Regions from separate parts of the Mustela erminea genome. Here region 1 is linked to region 2. A link is a contact called in public Hi-C data. All regions are on one chromosome and are shown on one strand. Each heading gives the region's core, a stretch centred on a gene start, on an enhancer-like site or on the middle of the called end of the contact. The rest is flanking DNA. Distances are from core to core; before and after follow the strand shown.

Evidence for each region. A called contact is a pair of places that touch in the nucleus more often than the background predicts.
Region 1: a Hi-C map of spleen shows a contact between it and region 2, with 2.3 times the contacts expected there. The contact joins the promoter of TNRC6A here to the promoter of RBBP6 in region 2. A contact is called at or near these places in 2 of 3 Hi-C or Micro-C datasets (skeletal muscle and spleen).

What each region holds. Positions count from the first base shown.
Region 1 is chr20:6,603,220-6,609,810 of mMusErm1.Pri, forward strand. TNRC6A (trinucleotide repeat-containing gene 6A protein) reads left to right here and starts at 2,467. Exons shown (of 25, transcript XM_032328434.1): 1 at 2,467-2,572; 2 at 4,061-4,108. The coding sequence starts at 2,523.
Region 2 is chr20:6,447,967-6,454,194 of mMusErm1.Pri, forward strand. RBBP6 (E3 ubiquitin-protein ligase RBBP6) reads left to right here and starts at 4,428. Exons shown (of 17, transcript XM_032326883.1): 1 at 4,428-5,720. The coding sequence starts at 5,555.

The DNA.
Region 1 (6,591 bases), core at 1,217-3,716, 150 kb after region 2:
ACTTGAGATCTCTGTCAAATAAATAATCTTAAAAAAAAATCATTTGAACATATATCTTCTTTGAAATAAAGTATTATTACCATACAGTGTTATATTAGTATCAGGTGTAGAATATGATTCGATTCAACAGTTCTGAGTAATGTACATTACTCAGCACTCATCATGATACATGTACTCTTAATCCCCTTCACCCATTTTAACTATCCCTTTGCCCTGTTTTGTGTGTTTTCTTTTTTTAAATTTTAATTCCCGTATAGTTAATATACATATACAATGTAATGATTCAACAATTCTTTTTTTTTTAAGATTTTATTTATTGGATAGAGAGAGACATATCGAGAGAGAAAGAGAGAGAGAGAGAGAGAGAGAGAAAACACAAGCAGGGGGAGTGGGAGAGGAAGAAGCAGGCTTCCTATTGAGCAGGAAGCTCTATGCCAACTCCAGCCCAGGACACTGGGATCATGAACTGAGCGGAAGGCAGATGCTCAACCGAGTGAGCCACCCAGGCACCCCTGATTCAACAATTCTATATGTTAGTCAGTGCTCATTGTGTTAAATATTTTTTTTTAAATGGAAGTTACCAGAATATGTATGATAATGCGAAATAGAAAGAGAGACTACTTTTTCAGTAAAGGGAAATGATAATAAGAAGACAACATTCCTTAGAAGGTTACTGATAAGGAATCCCTGCTGGTCTTACAAGGTCATTCTTCTTTGATCTATCTCTATGCATAAGAGCTCATTAAAAAGTGATTAGCATGGCTTCATAAGGCAGCCCTGGAGGGGTTATGTCAAATCACACTGGAAAGATCTCCAAGAAATCCTACCTTCTCAACTTCCCTGGGGCTGGGAATTAGTTCTACGGTTTCCCAATCTTAGGTGCTAATGGCATTTTGGTTCAGATACTCTTGTATTGTGGGGCTGTGCTTTGCATTGTAGGATGTTTAGCAGAACCCCTGACTTCTACCCAGTAGATACCAGTAGCATCCAGTTATGACAACCAAAAACCAGGCATAGCTATATGTCCCAATGGACAACCAGTAGGTTATTCAAACCTAAGTAAGTTTAATTTAAAAAAAAAAAAATCATGGGGCTCCTGGGGGGCACAATGGGTTAAACCTCTGCCTTTGGCTCAGGTCATGATCTCAGGGTCCTGGGATCAAGCCCTGCATAGGGCTCTCTGCTCAGCTGGGAGCCTGCTTCCTCCTCTCTCTCTGCCTGCCTCTCTGCCTACTTGTGATCTCTGTCTGTCAAATAAATAAATAAAATCTTTTAAAAAAATCAGCTAATCTTAACAGCTCTGTAAATACTGATAAATAGTTTTTATGGTGTTATGCTGTCATGGAAAATTATTCATAAACCTGGCATGAAAGCACACTGTGCTATACACACATGTTCATATCTTCTAACTTCTAAAAAAATGATATAATTTTTAACATTTCAAGTAGAAAGAACCATTAAAAAAAAAACAAAACCCAAACCAAATATATCTATGTATGGACCTTAGCGATGATGGCCAGAAAAGAAGTCACTTAGCATTTATTTGGTGCCCTTTCATTTCACGTTGTGTAAATCTGTTTTTTTTTTTAACACTTTATTTGACAGGAAGTGCACAAGCAGGGGGAGAGCCAGAGGGAGAGGGAGAAGCAGGCTCCCCACTGAGGAGGAAGTCCCAAAAAGACTTAATTCCAGGCCCCCAAGATCAGGACCCGGAGATCATGACCTGAGCCAAAATCAAGAATCTGATGCTTAACTGACTAAGCCACCCGGGCGCCCCACATGACGTTTTTTTTTTTAAGATTTTATTTTTGGGGTGCCTAGATGGCTCAGTCGGTTAAGTGTTGTTTTCTTGATTTCAGCAGGGGTCATGATCTCAGACGCAGTGCTGGGCTTGGAGCCTACCTAAGATTTTCTCTCTCCCCCTGTCCTTCCCTCCTCCCTCTGGCCCTCTGTTAAAAGAAATTTTATTTTTTAATCTCTACACTCAATGTGGGACACCAATTTACAACCCCAAGATCAAGAGTCACATGCTCCACCAAGTGAACAAGCCAGGCACTCCTATAAACCTGGTTTTTAAAAATTTTGTGTGTGTGCGTGGGGGGAGGGGGGGTGTTTTAACATGCTCATTGTATAAAAATGAAACAAAATAAAAAAGCCAGATAAAATTAAAATCCGCTGAATACCATCAGTTAACATTTTGGTGCATGTGCTTTAGGACTTTCTGTGCATTCTTTCATTTATTCTTTAACCTATTTATTACACATCTCCCTCAGAGAGGATAAGAACCGGGCAGTGAAGGGAGGTTTTGTTTTTTTAATGCGGGAGATTTGGGCATGTTTGAAATCCCATGGAAAGAAAGACTTAGTTTAGAAAGAGGAAAACAGGATGATCCTTAGAGTGAGGTCCCGAAGGAATGGATTTTAAGCATCCAAAGGCGGGATCATCTTTTGATTAGGAGGGAAAAAAAAAAAAAAAGGCTTTTGGAGAGGACGGAAAGAAGATCCACATATACACAGGAACACATGTATCTTATTGTATCTACGTGCAAGTATATTGCTGTATCTACCTGTAGGTATGTATGACTCCCCCATGGACACTTCGATATTTTTCCTTTACTCCACGTCTGTATCGTATTGTAGCTACATGTTTCCTACCGTGGAAGCGAGTTTGGAACCGCTTTTTCACTTACTCTATTGTAACCACTCTCCCCCACGCCGTTCCTCTTCTTCCCCATCATTTTTGCAGTACCCTAACGCACGCCAGTAACTCAGTTTTTAAAGCCACCTCGGAGTGTTGGACATTTTGGACGTTTACAAATTTTTCACCGTCCTCATCCCCGGGACTTAACATGTTGACGGTGAAATATTTGTCGATGTCCGGGATTGTTTTCGGAACAGAAATTCATGCCAGGGGGAATTGCTGAGTCAAACGGTCTGCAAAATTCGGTGGATAAAAATCGCTTTTAAGCCTCACAGTCCGCCTCAGGTATGCATTCTTTACCTGAGGAGGAAGCAGAGGAGCAGAGAGGTTAAATAATTGGCCCAAGGTCAAAAATAATTACAAGTGCCGGATTTCAAAAGCCGCGCGAGCTCATCTTGCTGCGGCAGGCGTAGAATTTGCGGTTTAGCCCTTTTTTTTTTTTTTTTTTTTCTTTTTTGGTGTGTTTCGGTGGGGGAGGGGCCGGGCGGCAGGGAAGGAAACTTGTGTCGCAGCAAAGAAGGAGAAGGAGGAGGGGCGGGACTCCAGTCGGATCGCAGCCGGCCGCGGCGACGGAGGCTGGGCCCGGGGCTCGGCGGGCCCCCAGCCGCTGTGCAAGACGCCTCGGAGGCGGTGACGCTCCCCTCAGGGAGGTCCGGCGGCCGACCGCTAGCCGCACCCGGGTGGTTGCCAAGGGCCTGCCCCGGCTGCGGGGTTAGTTGCTAGGGCCTCCATCTTGAGGCCGGTGGCCGCGGCGGCCCCGGAAGGGGTTGCCGAACAGGGCATTCACTTCCGGTCTGGGGCCTGCGGCGGCGGCGGTGGCGGCGGCGGCGGCAGCGGGTCGGTGTAGAAAATGGCGCTGGTGCAGCGGCTCGGGCCTCTCCCCGCGGCGCTGCGGAGGGCTTGAGGCTCGCGAGCCTCACTCGCCGCGCCCCACTTGCTCGTGCACTTTACACACATGAGGTGAGTGGGGCGGGGGCCTCCCTCCAGGCGGGAGGAGCCTGGGGCGCTGCCGCAGGGCCCGCGACTGCAGGCGGCGGCGGCGGCGGCGGCGGCGGCAGCGGCGGCGGCGGGCGTCCCCGAGACTTCGGGCCCCGGCTGTGGGGGGGGGTGTAGGGGCGCCGCTGCGGAGGCCGGGCGGGAGGCCCGGAGGGGCCGCGCTGCGCCGCTAGGGCCGGGCCGGGGGCTGCGGCTCGCCCGCGCCTCCTGCCCGCAGTCCGGGCTGCAGCCCCGCAGCTTTGTGAGCACCCCCGGGCTCCCCTCCCCTCCCCCATCCGCCCCGGCGCGAGCCTCTGCCGCAGCGGCTCCGTTTTCACGCGCATCTCTCTCTCTCTCTCTCTCTCTCTTTTCTTTTCTCTTGCAGAGAATTGGAAGCTAAAGCTACCAAAGACGTAGAAAGGAATCTTAGCAGGTAAGATGGGCGAGCTTCCGTCTGTCGCCCCATTAATCGTGTATTTCCACTCTGGTTCGTCCTTTCTGGGTTTAGAAGTTCCCCCGTGTCATTTTCTTTTCGCACGCAGGGAATAGGCATTCGGGAGAAGAGGCCGGAGGGAATATTGTATGGAGGGATTGCGGGGAGATGCGTAATTACGCGTGTGTTCTTTTCTTTGGGGGAAGAAAAAACAGCGAAAAGCAATTCTTGTAAACTTAGTTAAAGCATTCTCAACCTTTTAGAATTTAATTAGGGGACTTGTGCATTAATTACTATTGTAAATGGTTGCAGGCATTGTGTGACTCATGATTGAGGCGGCCCTTATGGCGGGCTGTCAAACTGTTTTGGCTTCCCCGTTATTACTTTGTAACTCAAATTGTTGCCTTTATAAGAAGATACTATGTTCGCATTTTTTTCCCCCCAACACATTGTAGTCAGGCAGATTCTGTTGCACTGGAAACAGTTTTGCCCTTGAACTTTACCGAGCATAAACTGCGTTTTGTTTTCTTTTGAAACTACATTTGTGTCTGTGTTCGGTGTGTGCTCTTTTTATCAACTGGTAAAATAATTAAAAAATCTGTTCCCATTAAATGCTTATCGTTTCTGCTGGGCCTGAGTGTTTTTGCACTGGTAACTTAAATCTCCACCACAAAGGGAGTTTTTTTTTATTTTTAAACGTAGCCTTTGTGGAAAGGATTATCTTTAGCGAGCTGTAACTGCTTAAAGCATCAGAGCATTGCATTATATTTAACTCTTTTTCAAATTCATTTTCCTACGGTCTTGTCTTTATTGGCCGCTTTCTTTCGAATCATATGGGGAAACTCAGAGAAACTTCTGGATGAACCTTATCAGTGAGCAGCTTTCTTTTTCACTTGGACAGGATAAAATAAAATCTCTCCTCTATCTTAAGTCTTAAATGTAGTTTGTCCTTCACGATTGTAAGTTTTACGTTTAGGGTGAGGTTAATAACACTCAGTTCAAATCATGTGAATATTTTTCACCATATAAAATCATCCCAAATTGCTGGTCTTTTGAGTTTTATAGATACTAATCTGGTAACGAGATAGTTTAAAAAAAGTCTTCTCAGTGTGTGAAGGGTGGGCATCACTGGCTTACCAAATAAGAGATTTTCTTATAATTATCATTTCTTAAAATTATGGGGACTGGTTCAAGGAAATTAAGCCTGACATGACTGATAAAACAACTGTTCTTTAGACATTTAGTAATTTTTGTTGTCAAAAGCTTTAAAAAAAATGTTAAGATATGAGACCATTAAAGAAAACAGATTGAATTTTCAGCAGCAGGGAGCTTGGAGTCTATTTCTCCTTCCATTTTTGCTTTGTTAGGTAACTATATCAGTATAATTTCTATGGAGGTTTTCTGGGGCTTAATTAAAAATTGCCTTTACCAGGTATAATTTTCATGTGCTATTACAGTTGGAGAGAACGTAGAGTCTCTATATAAGTTATGTATTAGAGTTTGAATCCCAGCCCTGCCACTTACAATATGACCTTGATTCTTGGCAAATCACTTAGCCTCTGTATGTAATCTATAAAATGAGAGATTTGGGCTAGTCAGTTCCTAAGGTGTGTGAGGCCCCCTGGGTTGTATGAAAAGGAATTCAGTGTCATCCCTGGCCATAGGGAGCATGTACAATCTGGTAGGAAGACTGTCATATGTACATAAATAACTAATACAAAGTAGATGGTGTAGGGGTTAAGTTACCATCTCATTCCATATTTAAGGATAGCTCTACACTGCAGTTGGTAATCAGGCACAAGGAGGAGCAACAATTTTTAAGGAGGTTTCAAGGCAGTATATCAGGACTGTGGGAGGGTAGCATTGCCTAAAGGTTAAAAGGTTCCAAGGAGGGAGAGGTGCGATTGGGTGGGCAAATGCTTGCCTTCAGCTCCATCTCTATGTCTGTGCTTCCTTTTTCCCACATAAGGAGAGTGTGTATGTCTTGAAGCGTTTATGTTTTCCCCAGGAAATCAAGGCAGTATTCTGTATTCCTTTAGCAAACATTTCTTGAGCATCTTCTATGTTCCAAATGCAAGGCTAGGCACTTGGGAGGGGAAGAACAGAAGTAGTAAGTGTACTGAATGCTTACTCTCTGCCTGGCACATTTTCTGAAGACTTTACATGGACTCATCTGAGCCCTGGATCACTGTGTGAGGTAGGTACTATTATTCCTGTTTTACAGATGAAGACTTTGAGGCACAAAGAGGTTAAGTAACTTTCAGGAGGCTACATCACTGGTTTTGGAGGAGCTGTCAGGCTTCGGATCATATTGTATCGTCTCTTTTTAGAGGCATGGTTCTTCATCTTGAAAAATTTGAAAATATCTTTGAGGAGGCAGAACCCACAGGTACATTTGATACTTCTAGATCAGAGTTTCTTAACTTGGGCTCTGTTGACATTTTGGGCCAGATAATTTATTATTGTGAGGTCTGCCCTGTGCC
Region 2 (6,228 bases), core at 3,178-5,677:
AGCCCCTTGGGGTTCCTCACCTGTCTCATTCTGCCATCTCAGAGGTGACCCCTGTCTTGAATGTTGTGTGTCCCTGTCGCCAGTTTCAGATGCATTACATTTGTCTGCTTCACTAAATAATGCATTGTTTGCTTTGAGTTATTTTTGAAATTCATAGGAAGGGTGTGGTATGTCAGCTTCTGAGACTTGCTTTTCTGACTCCAGAACAGCTAAAAAGATGCCATTGCCATGTTGTCACACCTACTGTTATTTTTTTTCTTTTCACTATTGCATAATACTCCACCGTCTAATAGACCATCATTCTTCTCTCAAGGGCATTTGGGCTGTTTCAGCTTTTTGCTGAAATTCTCATGCAAGTCTGTGGGTTAAATTTTGCCTTGGGTATATATAACAAGGGGTGCGATGCCTGATTCATAGGGTACACGAATGCTCAAATTTGCAAGAGGATGCCAAGTCGTTTCCAAAATTACTGTTCCAAACCCCCCAGTGATCACAGGGGATCCCATCGGTCCCCATCTCCCACATATGGTATGGTCAACCTTCTTCATTCGTCAAGTTGAATGAGTGTTGAATGAGCGGATGACTGAATAATGGGGAAACCAGGTTGCTCACAAAAAATCAGTTCATATGATCAATCTGTAACCTTTAGCTTTAAACAAATCAAATGTGCTTTCAAATGTTGTCAGTGGGATTCCTAGATGTTTCAGATGGTGAAGCCGCTGACTCTTGATTTCAGTTCAGGTCATGATCTCAAGGTCCTGGGATCAAGCCACCAGTGGGGGGTCTGCTTCAGGATTCTCTTTCTCCCTCTGCCCCTCCCCCTGCTTGTTCATGCTCACTCTTTCAGATAAAAAAATAAATCTTTAAAAAAAATAAAAGTAGGGGCGCCTGGGTGGCTCAATGGGCTAAAGCCTCTGCCTTCTGCTCAGGTCATGATCCTAGGGTCCTGGGATCGAGCCCCGCATCAGGCTCTCTGCTCGGCAGGGAGCCTGCTTCCCTTCCTCTCTCTCTGCCTGCCTCTGCCTACTTGTGATCTGTCTGTCAAATAAATAAATAAAATCTTTAATAAATAAATAAATAAAAGTAAAATGTTACCAAGAAGAGAAGATGAAAAATTTCAAGTAAAATGTTGCAAAAAATCTTATAAAAACTAAAATCATTCAATCTGTCATAAATTACCATAAAATATAAATAGTTAAAAAACAAAAGATAGAAGCTCCCCTTAGAAGACACACGTGTAATTTGCACCAAACCACAAATACATATTTTATGCTTTTTTTCCTTTATTAACAATATATTTCACAATTTAAAAAGGAAGAAAATGGTCTTCACTTTATATTATACCCTATACACAAACCAATTCAAACATATTACAGAGTTTAATTTAAAATCATGATGCCAGGTGCCTGGGTGGCTCAGTGGTTTAAAGCCTCTGCCTTCAGCTCAGGTCATGATTCCAGGGTCCTGGGATCGAGCTCTGCATTGGGCTCTCTGCTTAGCAGAGAGCCTGCTTCCTCCTCTCTCTCTCTCTGCCTGCCTCTCTGCCTACTTGTGATCTCTGTCTGTCAAATAAAAATTTTTTTTAAAAATGTTTAAAAACATAAAATAAAGTAGAATCATGATGCCCATACATAACTGGAAGGAAACATAAGCAAATAAAAATCTAAGGTGGTTGCTGAGTACCTAGGAACTACTTTTTACAACATACAAGTAAAGGTAAAAACCATGAGGAAAAAAGACTGATGGATTTTATTACATAAAAATGCGAAATTTTTTGTAGGTTTCACTCTTAAATAAAAAAAAATATAAAGGCAATCAACCATCTGGGGAAGATACATCAGTGTTATAAAGGATCCATCTATCTTTGTTAATTTGGGCTGAGAACATGGAGGCCAGACTCACAATCTGGTGACTTGCCTGCTGTTGGGACACTTGGTGGGATTAGATTATAAGAGCATAAGACACCTGGGTTGGGTAGATCTCCTTCTAACTTCCAGAGCCTGGAGACTAACACCAGGGCCTTGCAGGGGACTGGCAGGCTATCTTGGGCAAGATTTTAGGCACACTAAAATAAGGTAGGAGATCTACTATGAATGTGTTTGCTGGGGATGTGAGGATACAGTGGACTTGGCAGTGACAAAGGTTTAAAATTCTAAGAGGTGGGAGCTCAGGGGTTGCTACAAAAAGAAGTTTGGAAAAGCAGGTGCAGTACCGAAGGCTTTTCCAGGGCTTACACGAATATTGGCGTGGGAGTAAGGGGACCAGCGGCAGGCAGGGCAACTCTGTACCGCCAACAGAAGTTTACAAAGTTTAGATTCAGTTAGGAATTTCACGAAAGGAACCAAACGTAACATTTTTCCAGGAAGCAAGCGACTGAATTAAATCCCATCACAACCTCATTTAATGCAGGTTATGGGTGAATTTTGACCTGTTGGATGTGATACAGCGTGAGGGCTCCAAAAAGGACTCCGTAAAGGACTCTTGGCTGAGGAGAACCACTGGACCAAATCATAACACTGACTGTATTCTTTCCAAGGATACACACTCATAACTGGCAGGACTCTAATTCACTCGATCCTGAGGATGCGGCCTCCTTTGAGTCCCAGCAGGCTGACTAAATGATCATTGAATTAAGTGTGAAGGGATTAGCCAAAGACCAATCAAAGAATATAGATTTGCCACTTTAGAGGCGTGAATACCAATGCAATACCCCCATTTTCCTGTTCTCCTTTTATTTCGGTAGATGTGATTTCCCCACCTTGGTTCACACAGGTTTTTCAAGAAAAGCAGCCATTCTGAAGTGGACCCAAGACAGGAACGTTTGGGTTAGTTACCAAAGAGAAAGGTGGGAGAAATGTGTTTTATGTGGAAAGCACTGATGCTGATGATGTGATTGAGTTAAATTGTATTTGTGTCTCCGGGGCTGCCTTCACTGCCAAAATCTTACTGCCATGGTATTTCTATAGATCACATAAAAATGTAGTTATTCAACACCTTTAATTGAGTGCTTACTCTATTCAGGCTGGGGTTCTAAGAGCTGGGTATATGGCATGACCAAAAGAGAAAAATCCCTGTTCTCAGCTATGGGGAGGGGGGGCTAAAACTAAAAAATAAATATATACCATGTCAGGTAGTAACAAATGCTTCAAAGAAAATTAGGAAGAGGGAGAGATAGAAGTTGGCCATCCTATTTGAATAAAGTCGCCTTAGGAAGACTTTCCTGACAAGGTGATGATTGATTTAAACCACCTTCTGGAAGGATTGGGTGTATGTATTTAGGAAGTCCCAGGCAAACTTGGCCCCATCATGGCTGTGTGGTCTTGTTCTCAGTGACTAACTTCTCTGAGCCCAAGCCAGTAAAAATCCAGAGAGGATGAGGAGAATGCACTATAAATTATAGTGATTATTACAGTTTATGAATGCAATTTTGTTATAGTATGAATTTTATGGATGCTATAATAACTTCTTTATACCCCAAGGAAAAAATAATCTCCAGTCCCCTGAGGGGGGTCTTGCCATATTTCCCTTCTTTTACAATTAGGACTGGGATTTCGGACCCTGCTACAAAGCAGGCATTCCCCTGATTCTGAGAATTCGGAAAATTCTCCATTGCTAGCTTCCGTTCCCTCGTCCATGAATCGGAGATAATGGTAGGGCTGACCACTTTAGGGTTTTTACTGATGTTGTTAAAATGACATTTACTGAGCTACATGTGAGACACACTGAACCATACGCCAGGCATGTTCCTAAACAATGGAAACATATTCATTCATTTAATCCACGACACACCCGTAGACCGAGTACAATTTTAAACTGCCCTTTACAGCCAAGGAAACTGAGGCACGGAGGCGTTAAATCTTGACCTCCACAGCTAGGGTTCCAACCACGACAACTGGGCTCCAGAGCCTGGCAGTGTTACACAGGGCTCAGCCCTGGGCCTAGCCCACAGTTAGAGCTCGGGAAATCTTTCTAGGGGTGGTTTTGTCCGTTCTAGCGCGGGGCTGCTCCAGAATTTCCACTTAGGAAGAGCTGAAGGGGGCTGGTTTGTCGGAAGGGGAGGCTAGGGGGCGCTTGCATAGCAACCATAGTTCAATGCATAGCAACCATAATGTTTACTGGAACTGGGGGAGTCGGTGGGGATGGCGGGGACGCGGAGTGAGCCGGCCATCCCTGGACACCCCATTTGCGGCGGAGACTAACAAGCCCCGGAGCAGCTCAAATCCGAGCTCCCCTCCACCACCCCGCCCCGGAGCCGCCCGGTGAGCCGGCCCTCCGCGCGGCGCCCCCCTCTGTCTGGAGGCAGATGGTTCCTCCCGTTCTCCGGCTGGTTCAGGTTCCGCGCTCCGAGTCACAAAGCGCGGGGTCACGTGGGCGGGCCGGTGCGCTTTGTGACGCCGCGGGCCCCGCCTCCCGGCCCGCCTATCCGCGCACGCCAGCCCCGCCTCGCGCGCGCCGCCCGTGCAATCCCTGCTTAAGAGACCCCGGAGTGGGGCGCTCGCCCGAAGCCAGGCCGCGTCCGCCATAGTGCCTGGCTTGGAGGTGTCGCCGGCGCTGGGTGAGGGCCCGAGAGCGGCAGGGGGGCGAAACAAAAAGAGAGCCCCGAAGCCTTTGGCGTTGCCCGGCGGTTTCCGGGCCTCCTCTCGCGATTCGGGGCCGAGAGGCGACGGGAGCGAAAGGCGAGAGAAGCGCGGAGCACACGGCGAGAGGAAGCGTCGGGGAGCCTCGGCGGCGTCCCCAGGGTCCGCCAAAGCCACCCGGCCGCTGGCTGGGGCCCGGGGTGGTGAGGAAGTGCTTCGAGGCCTAGTTGAGGCCTAGTACCGGCTTTGTGTCCGAGGCGGCGGCGGCGGCGGGGGGGAGGCGGAGCCGGGGGCGGCCTGCGGGAAGGCCTCTCCTCCGCCGACCGCGCGTTTCTGGCCTAGGCCGCGGGCCGCTCGTGGCCTCCGGGGAGCAGGCGACAGGGGTTTGCGTGTGGGGGGGCCTGGGCCTGGGGAAGCTGACGCCGGTCGTCCGGAAGCCAGGAGGAGGCGAGAGGCCGCTCGTGGACTCCGGGCCTAGGCCCTCTTCCCCCAACCTTCTCCCGGGGCCTGGGTCACCCCAATCCACGGAAAGAGAGACCAACCGGGAGGTGCGGCCTCGCTATGGACCCCTGACCCCGCGGGGTCATTCGGACTCTAACGTGTGGACTGACCGCTACTGACTGCACCGCCTGCCCCCCCGTCTCCTGCCGGCCCCTTAGCATGAGCGAGGGGGACCCAGCCGGGTGACATTGTGCCCGTTGGCGGATTCTCGATTTCCCCTTTCCCCGTCCTCGTCCGCTTCCTCCCGTATGAAGTGCTTCTGAGTATCGGGGGGAGGGGGGCGGGGGGGGCTCTGGATTATTGTTTTTACGAACCCCTGCTTGTGGTTGGGGGGGTATTTAATCTGAGGCCTTAGGGTCCTTCGGTGTCTTTTTGAGTGTTTTGTGTGTGTACATATTTTGCTCTTAAGTTTATAAATATACATATATTGAGCGTGTCCACGTCTCCTCGCTGAACCTTAGGAATCCTTTGGCACCATGTCCTGTGTGCATTATAAATTTTCCTCTAAACTCAACTATGATACCGTCACCTTTGATGGGCTCCACATCTCCCTCTGCGATTTAAAGAAGCAGATTATGGGGAGAGAGAAGTTGAAAGCTGCCGACTGCGACCTGCAGATCACCAACGCGCAGACGAAAGAAGGTAAGAGCCACACGGGCTCCAGCTCTGCTGGCCGGAGATAGGTAGTAGTTGTGCTAAATACTGGTTGCCTGGCAGGAGGCTAACCGCCATTACGTCTCTTGTGGGCCTGTTCGTTCTAAGACTTTGGATGCACCTTTCCTGGAGACCCAGGGGTTGCAGCGGTCGGCCTGGGGGGTTTAACTGGCTTGTATGGTGTCTGCGTAGGTGGGATCATCGGTAACCGGCTAATCTGAAAACGTGCAAGTCTGTTTAGTCTTCTCCAATGTTATTTAAAATGAGGATGTCCGTGGGAGAGGGTGAGGGGTGCCCTCCAGGTTCTTGGGGGTGCTTGCCCTGTGGCGTTTTCGAGCTTGTTTTTCATCAGAGGGCAGGAGAGCATATGGAGGCGTCTTACTTGTTAAAGCAGCCGTAGAGATAGTGCCCTAACTTGCTAACCTGACAGTGGTTTGGGGGTTCAGTGGCAGGTTTTATGTACTCCCTTTTTCTTCCAGTCCTTTGGTACTTAATT